Linked DNA regions of Mus musculus: region 1 is linked to region 2. Evidence: chromatin contacts called from public HiChIP or PLAC-seq data. All regions are on one chromosome and are shown on one strand. The core of a region is the stretch at or near the end of the contact, and the rest is flanking DNA. Distances in the headings are between cores, read along the strand shown. Region 1 holds the start of Gtpbp1 (GTP binding protein 1). Region 2 holds the start of Tnrc6b (trinucleotide repeat containing 6b).

The links. HiChIP or PLAC-seq counts read pairs in DNA pulled down with a chosen protein or histone mark.
Region 1: an H3K27ac HiChIP or PLAC-seq map of cardiomyocytes shows a contact between it and region 2, with 5 times the contacts expected there. The contact joins the promoter of Gtpbp1 here to the promoter of Tnrc6b in region 2. A contact is called at or near these places in 2 of 39 promoter capture datasets (the 3T3-L1 cell line and liver), 3 of 115 datasets of contacts at active chromatin or transcription factors (cardiomyocytes, embryonic hindbrain and pancreatic cancer cells) and 1 of 9 other capture datasets (liver).

What each region holds. Positions count from the first base shown.
Region 1 is chr15:79,689,552-79,693,182 of GRCm38.p6, forward strand. Gtpbp1 (GTP binding protein 1) reads left to right here and starts at 1,345. Exons shown (of 12, transcript NM_013818.2): 1 at 1,345-1,547. The coding sequence starts at 1,356.
Region 2 is chr15:80,709,768-80,713,306 of GRCm38.p6, forward strand. Tnrc6b (trinucleotide repeat containing 6b) reads left to right here and starts at 1,546. Exons shown (of 25, transcript NM_144812.3): 1 at 1,546-1,721.

The DNA.
Region 1 (3,631 bases), core at 95-2,594, 1.0 Mb before region 2:
AAGGGTTCCGGTGCCCCATTTAGACTCTACAGGCCCTGCACAAAGGTGGCACACAGACATACACACACACACACACACACACACACACACACACACACCATTCATACAAAATAAAAACAAATCTCAGTAAAAAACCATTAAGGTCAGGTTTCCAGCAGCATCTGCTCACAGACTTGGTAGTACGTTAAAAATGAGGACAAGACTCTCCCCGAATTAGGTGACGGCTATATTGTACCCTTTTCCTTACTTACTATATACATCCTGTGGTCCAATCCCTAAATTTCTCGTACTTCCTCAGGCGGCTGCTCTTTTTTTTAATCTATTACCAGGAGGAGTGGCCAGGTCCAGCCAGCATAATTAGATCTTGGTAAAAAACAGAACTCACCTAATAGTCTAAATTTTTCAGACATTTGAAACGGGAATTTCAGGTACACGAACGGCGGGTTTTTTTTTTTTTTTTTGGACTGGGACTTTCCACAAGTGGCAACTGAAAAATAAGCCACAAGAAACTACCTTGACAGATCCTAGACCTGTGGCTCAGCTGTTCACCAAAAACGTGAGGGGATTTACGCTAGAGTTTGGGCTGTCAACATCTTTCTGTTCACTCAGTTGCTCTCCGAGGAGTCATGAATGGAACTCCCTGAGGTCAGCATTTAATTAATTGTCTTGGTCTGGCGGCTGTAATATTACCACTCCTGGAATACATAGCATCGATTCTACTATAAAAATTGCCTTGCGCATGCCAGCACGCCGGACACAGTGTTGCAGCAACTGCCTTCAATCATTCGGAGTGCCAGGCTCATTTCACAGTTTACTATCTGGGTATGCGGCGGCCAGACGCGCGGGACTTAGGGAGGACAAGATTGGGTCCCGCCCTTGTCCATCATTTTGAGAGGCTCCAGGCGGGACTGTTTTGCAGTATGATTTGGAGGCTGGCCCCGCCTCTGGAAAGTGAGGTGGGGAGTAAAGAATGGATGCCTCTTTTCATTGGATTGTTGTCAAGTCAGTCAAACCTCTGCTTCGCTCCCGTTGGCGGGAAGGATCCAGGCAGGTAGCGTGCACGCTGTGTTGGCCCCACTAGAGGTGGGACCAAGGCTCCCGACCACTACGACGTTTGTTGTTAGGGTTTTGGTCTCATTAATTATTCATTAAAGTATTTGAGAGAGCTGCGACGATTGGTAAATGAGAGACTGGGTCTTCTGTGTCTCCGCTAGAGATACGTGACAGTCTCGGGAGGCGGGGAAGCCGCGCATAAATTATTCTAACAAGAAGGGGCGGGGCCGAGCATAAATTAGTTAAATGAGCCAGGGAGGGAGGGCGGGCGGCCGGCTGCGAATTAGCTTAAGTTCTTAAAGATGGCGGCGGAGCGGAGTCGCTCCCCGGTCGACTCGCCGGTGCCGGCCTCGATGTTCGCCCCCGAGCCTAGCTCTCCGGGGGCGGCTCGGGCCGCCGCGGCCGCGGCCCGACTCCATGGCGGCTTCGATTCTGACTGCAGCGAGGACGGCGAGGCGCTCAACGGCGAGCCGGAGCTGGACCTCACCAGCAAGGTAGGCCCGGGAGGCGGCGGCGGGGCCAGGGGTACGCGGAGGGGCCGGACGGTCTCCGAGGCGACGGCGGGCAGCCGGCTGTCCAGTGGCACGGCTCACGGGAGCGCTGAAGGGATGCAGCCCGCCCACCTGCCGCTCTCCCGAACCTGCCGGGCCCGGGCCCACTCTCCGCACCGGGCAGCGTCCACCCGGCCTCCCGCGCTTCCCGCTCCCGCCTCGATCGCTGCCACTTGGCTCCGCCACGTGGAACGGGGTTCCCGACTCGGGCCGCGCGCCCTGTGTCCCTGTCCCCGTGTGGATCAGCCCGCCCTCCCCAGGAGGGGGGTCCCTGAGACGCAGGGTCTTCCTCTTCTAGGAGCATCCCGGAGGACCAAGTGTCAAGGTGGCTTGGGCAGGGGGCGGGATACTCACGAAGACAGGTAGCCAGTCTAAGGGGTGGCAGCCGTTTCTCTTCCTGGTCTCTGGAAAGTAAACAGAAAGTAGTTGCTCAGTCGGCGAGAATGATGTCCGAGGAGCGTCCTCTTTCCGTGTCCACCCAAATAAAATAAAAAGATGGGACCGACAAGATGGCTCAGCAGGTAAAGGGGCTTGCCTCCTAAGTTTGACAACCTCAGTTCGATCCCCAGGACTCACCTAGTGAAGGAGAGAACTGATTCGTACACCGTGGCACTCGTCGCCTTCCCACACCCTGCCTTGTTATAATTAAAAAAAAAAATAGGCATGACCCTCAGCCTTGCCACTTACGAGTGGAGCCACCTCTTGTATTCATGCAATATGGAAGGGCATCTTTAAGTAGCATCTTCTGCGGTGTTGAGAAGGTAGGCAGAAATGAAGATCTCACCACTTACTTGGCATTGTGGAAAATAAGAAAGTAACTATAAGATGTTACTGGTGTTTAGAAAGTGTCAAACATCACTAAAGAAACTGATGCCAAGGGAGGGACTGGGCTTCCCTTCCAACTGTTGCCATTAAAAGGGTCTGTGACCTTAGGAAACTTTCTTAACCTCTCACTTCTCCAGCATCTCATCAAGAAAATGCAGATGTGTTGCAAAAATTAGAAGAGAGCTGGGCAGTGGTGGTGCGTGCCTTTAATCCCAGCACTTGGGAGGCAGAGGCAGGTGGATTTCTGAGTTCGAGGCCAGCCTGGTCTACAGAGTGAGTTCCAGGACAGCCAGGGCTACACAGAGAAGCCCTGTCTCGCAAATTAAAAAAAATAAAAAAATTAGAAGAGAATGTTAAGACCCATTATAGTCCCAGATGCATATCAGAGACTCACTAAATGTTTGCACTAGATAGATGATGATTCCCTGTGAGGATTAAAAAGCAGCTGGTGGAAGATAGAGCAGCCCCACCCCCTGCGCTTTGTAGGATAATTACAATAGAGATTTTATGGAGCTTTGATGTCTGTGGTCATACTATGCTGAACGAGCCTGATCTCGTCTGATCTCGGAAGCTAAGCAGGCTCGGGTCTGATTACTACTTGGATGGGAGATTTTATGGTGCTTTGAAAATGTGACATCTCATGATGGCAATGCTACATAAAACTTGGCTCTAAACTGGAAAGAACCTTTGCCCCCAACCTAAGTAAGCAATTCCCAACTGTTCTTTCTCCTTCTAATCTCTGCTGGGCCCTTGGAAGCCAACTAGCATCTTTTGTCATGATGGTCCTGTCTAGTGCCTCTAATACCATCATAAGGGTGGCCAAGCTCAGGGAGACCTCCATCCAAGCAAAATGCTAGAGACAATGTAACACTGGCAGCATCTGGGTTACAATTCTAAACTCTGATGAGTCAAATGGCCTGTTGGAAATGTACTGACTAGATGTCAGTGCATGGTCAGGGAGCTGAAGAAACCTGAAAGCTCAGTGGGAAATTGGGACAGAGCTGTGAAGAGGGTGGGACCTCTTTGACCATTTTAGTTAATTGCCTGGAGTAAGGAACTGTTACTTCATCAAGGAGCTGGAGAAATCCTTTGAAATTGAGTGTGTGTGTATGTGTTGAAAACAAAAACTGACAGTGTGGAGGAGAGAAGGGTGAACTGAATAGATTTAAGTCTTGAAAAGAGTAGACATTAGGTATGTATAC
Region 2 (3,539 bases), core at 296-2,795:
GTTTCGGTCCCAGAGGCTGGAGGCTGGTACTCTGGCAGTGGGTCTTAAGCATTCTGCCCTCCCCTGGCTGAAATGTGGAGTCGCTTCCATTAAAGCTGTCACAGAGAAAGAATCCTGTGGCCAGAAGCCAGGAGAACACACATGGCTTGCTCGACATCAGCGGCTCTGGAAGCTTTCCTGGAGGCAGAGGACTGTTCCATTTGCATGCAATCAATTATTTCTAAAGGGATGGATTCTTTATCTCACTCTAGACTTAATTTCTCCTAATTTCGAATTCTTTATTCTTTCAAAGGAACAAGCTAAAGATGGTCAGAGGTGTGTATGAGTGTTGCTTGGGCACATAAGTATGGTAAAAAAATGACCATTTACAAAGACAAAGAAACAGAATATAGATTTTATACGTGCTTCTTGTCAGGAAAAATATACTGTTTAACTTAGAACAGGGAAGAATGGTGCCTAGGAGGATATGATGACAATCTTTCTAAAGTTAGTCTCCAATAATGTTAATGACAAGGTTTCTAATTGCCAGAAACTGAGTAATTTAGGTTCTGAAGGAAACAGTTTTAAGATACTGGGTTGACGGACGGATACTATTCAGAGATACTAAGGCATGTATAGAAACGAGTCAGACAGGCCTAGAAACCACCTTATGTCCCAAAACTTCTTTCTAAATGGGTGACCTTGGATAAGTCTCTTAACCTCTTTTGGCTTTGCTTCCTGTAAAATTACTGTTTAATCAGAATAGTTTCTGTAAAGAATTGGGGACCGTATTTGGAATAAAATACAATAAATGATAGTAGTTATCACTGTCAACTTTCAATGACTAAAGATGCCCCGCTCCTCAGCCAAAACGTAGTGTGGAGAATCCGGATCTGACGGACAACACGGAAGTGCCCAATAAGAGGCCGGGGTAGGGGGGTGGGGGAAACAGTGGAATCAAACCAATGGCATGGGCCCTTGTTGTTGGCCGCTTTCTGGCTGATCCACCAATAGCTTAAGGATGTGACTTGGGAGCGACACCCTGACAGTCCAATGACGCACAACCAACCCACACTCAGCAATTCGGAGGGGATAAATCAAGGAGCCTGCACGTATAGATTCCGTTATTAGTGCAGTCTCGAATGGTGAAAGGAGCTTGGGGGAAACAGCCCCTGAGAGAGGCATTAGTGAGCTAAAAAAGGGGGAAGAGATGACTGCGCTAGGTGATCTCGGCCGCCATCATGCTCTAGTTTCCCCTTCGTCTCTCTGGGTCCGCGACCGAGGAAGCGGCCTCTGGGATGCTGAGGGGGTGTGTCCCCTCATGATTGGCGCAGGCCGCTCAGCCAATCCCAGCTCGGCAAACGGGAAGCACTTAGCCAATGAGGGGAGACGGCAGCGGCGAGGACTTAAGGGAGGAGGACCAGCGGCTTGACGGGCACGAAAGCTAACCAGTGAAAGCTAGAGGCATCCTGCCTGCGGCCAATGGAGTGGGGCTGTGGGCGGGCGCCAGAGTGTTTGTGTTGTGGTTTTGGGGGAGGGAGGCGGAGGGGAAAGTTTGTTTATTTTGTTTTTAGTTTCTGGGGTCCCCGAGCTTCGGCAAGGTGAAGCGAGCGACCGTGACCCCCCTCGCCTCTCAGCCTCCCCGCGACGACGCCTCCACAGCTTGCGGAGGAGCGGAGACCGCGGTCACCGCTGGGCTCCACAGCGGAACGCCGCGCACTCGGAGCCGGCGCGGCTCAGCGGTGAGTGAGGATCGTGGGCCGCGCGGGCCTGCTCCTTTCTCGGGAGCCGCCAGGCGGAGCGGAGCGGGGCGACCCAGGGTGGGCGACTGAGGACGCCCTCGGGGGCGCGCGGCACGGCCCGCTGAGGTGCAGCGTGTGCGTGTCCTCGCGCGCGCGCGCGCGCGACGGGAGCGAGCCGGGCGGGAGGGGCGGGTTGGGGGGGGCGGGTGGAGAGAGCGCGCGCGACCCGAGTGGGCCGCGGCGGGCCGGGGCGCTTGCCCGGGGCGCGCTGTGGGATCGCAATGTGCAGACGTGAGGCGGGGGAGGGGTGTGTGAGGGACGCGCGGTCACGTCGGTCGCGAGGGCCTTGGTGTCCCCAAGTATTGGGGCCGGGACAGACCGGCGTCACGCGCCTGCAGGTGTGAGCGGAGGAAAGGGCTTCCGGGTGGGCCGGTGGCTGTCCGAGCGCTTCGTGTCGCCTAGGGCCCTCTGAGCTGCAAATGCCAGGCGGTGGGGCGCGAGCATCCGGTGTCCCCGCGCGGCGGGCGTGCAGGCTTATGTGCTGGACCCCGATAGCGAGGTTCCACGGGCATCCCGCGAGAGCTGCGTGCGGTCGGGGGTGGGGTGCTGTGGCGAGGCGATGCTCACTTTGGATGAGGAAACAGACGAGGGGCGAGGGGCGGAGGGATGACAGATTTGGAAAGAGCCTTGGGAAGGGTTTGCTACCTAATGCTGGTAAGGTGCCCTTTAATTCCAAACTAACGGATTTGTTAGTCCATGATGGCTAAATAAATATCTGGTCCAGTGAAATTCACTACAGTGGCTATCACGACACCCAAGAACAGCAGCCGTCTCATCCATCCTTAGTCTTGGACGCAGGTCACCCGTCTGAGACTTTGAGCTTCAAGCTTTCTCCTGTGTCTTTGGGCTGCTTGGATTCTGAATAAAGAGTACCAACCAAGACTCCGTGAATAAAAACATCATTTGTACCTCCTTCACAGTTAAACATAGCAGTAAGCTGTACAAAAATCACACATCCTAGCCTTTTGTGAAATGTTTCTCTTCGCTTGTGGGAGATTTCAGTTCTTGACTTTAAAACTATGTGTTCGCCGTGGGTTTTGAACGCTCCTTAAAGAGCAGAGCATGGAGACACTTGTATAGCATGAGTATCGATGTAGTAAGTGGGAGGGATATCAGTGTAGTAGTAGTCTCTACAGGTAGGCATATACTGGATAACCAGTATCCAGAATACAGATTAGACTGGTTTGTCCCACTTGGGATGCATGCCTCTGTGTGTTTTGTTTTGTTTTGTTTTGTTTTTGAGACAAGGTCTCATCATGTAGCCTCCGCTGGCCTCGAACTGCTTTGTAGACCAGGCTGGTCTGGAACTTACAGAGATCCACCACCTGCCTCTTTCCTGAATGCTGAATTAAAGAGGCTCAGCTTGTTCTTCACTGTTTTTAAGGGCTTGTCTTAAACTTGATTGTCTGAGTATGTAGTTTCTGATAGTACTTAAAGGAGTAAAGAAAACAAAACAAAATAAACTGTCCATGCTACATGGCTCTTTTAACCCATCATATCCTTGAAATCTTCCCTACAAACAGAAACTCTTTTTTTGTTGTTGTTTTTTGTTTTTCGAGACAGGGTTTCTCTGTATAGCCCTGGCTGTCCTGGAACTCACTTTGTAGACCAGGCTGGCCTCGAACTCAGAAACCCGCCTGCCTCTGCCTCCCGAGTGCTGGGATTAAAGGCGTGCGCCACCATGCCTGGCCAAACAGAAACTCTTAAATGGTTTTTGGTTTTTATTTTTGTCTTATGAGACAGGGTTTTTAAAATGTT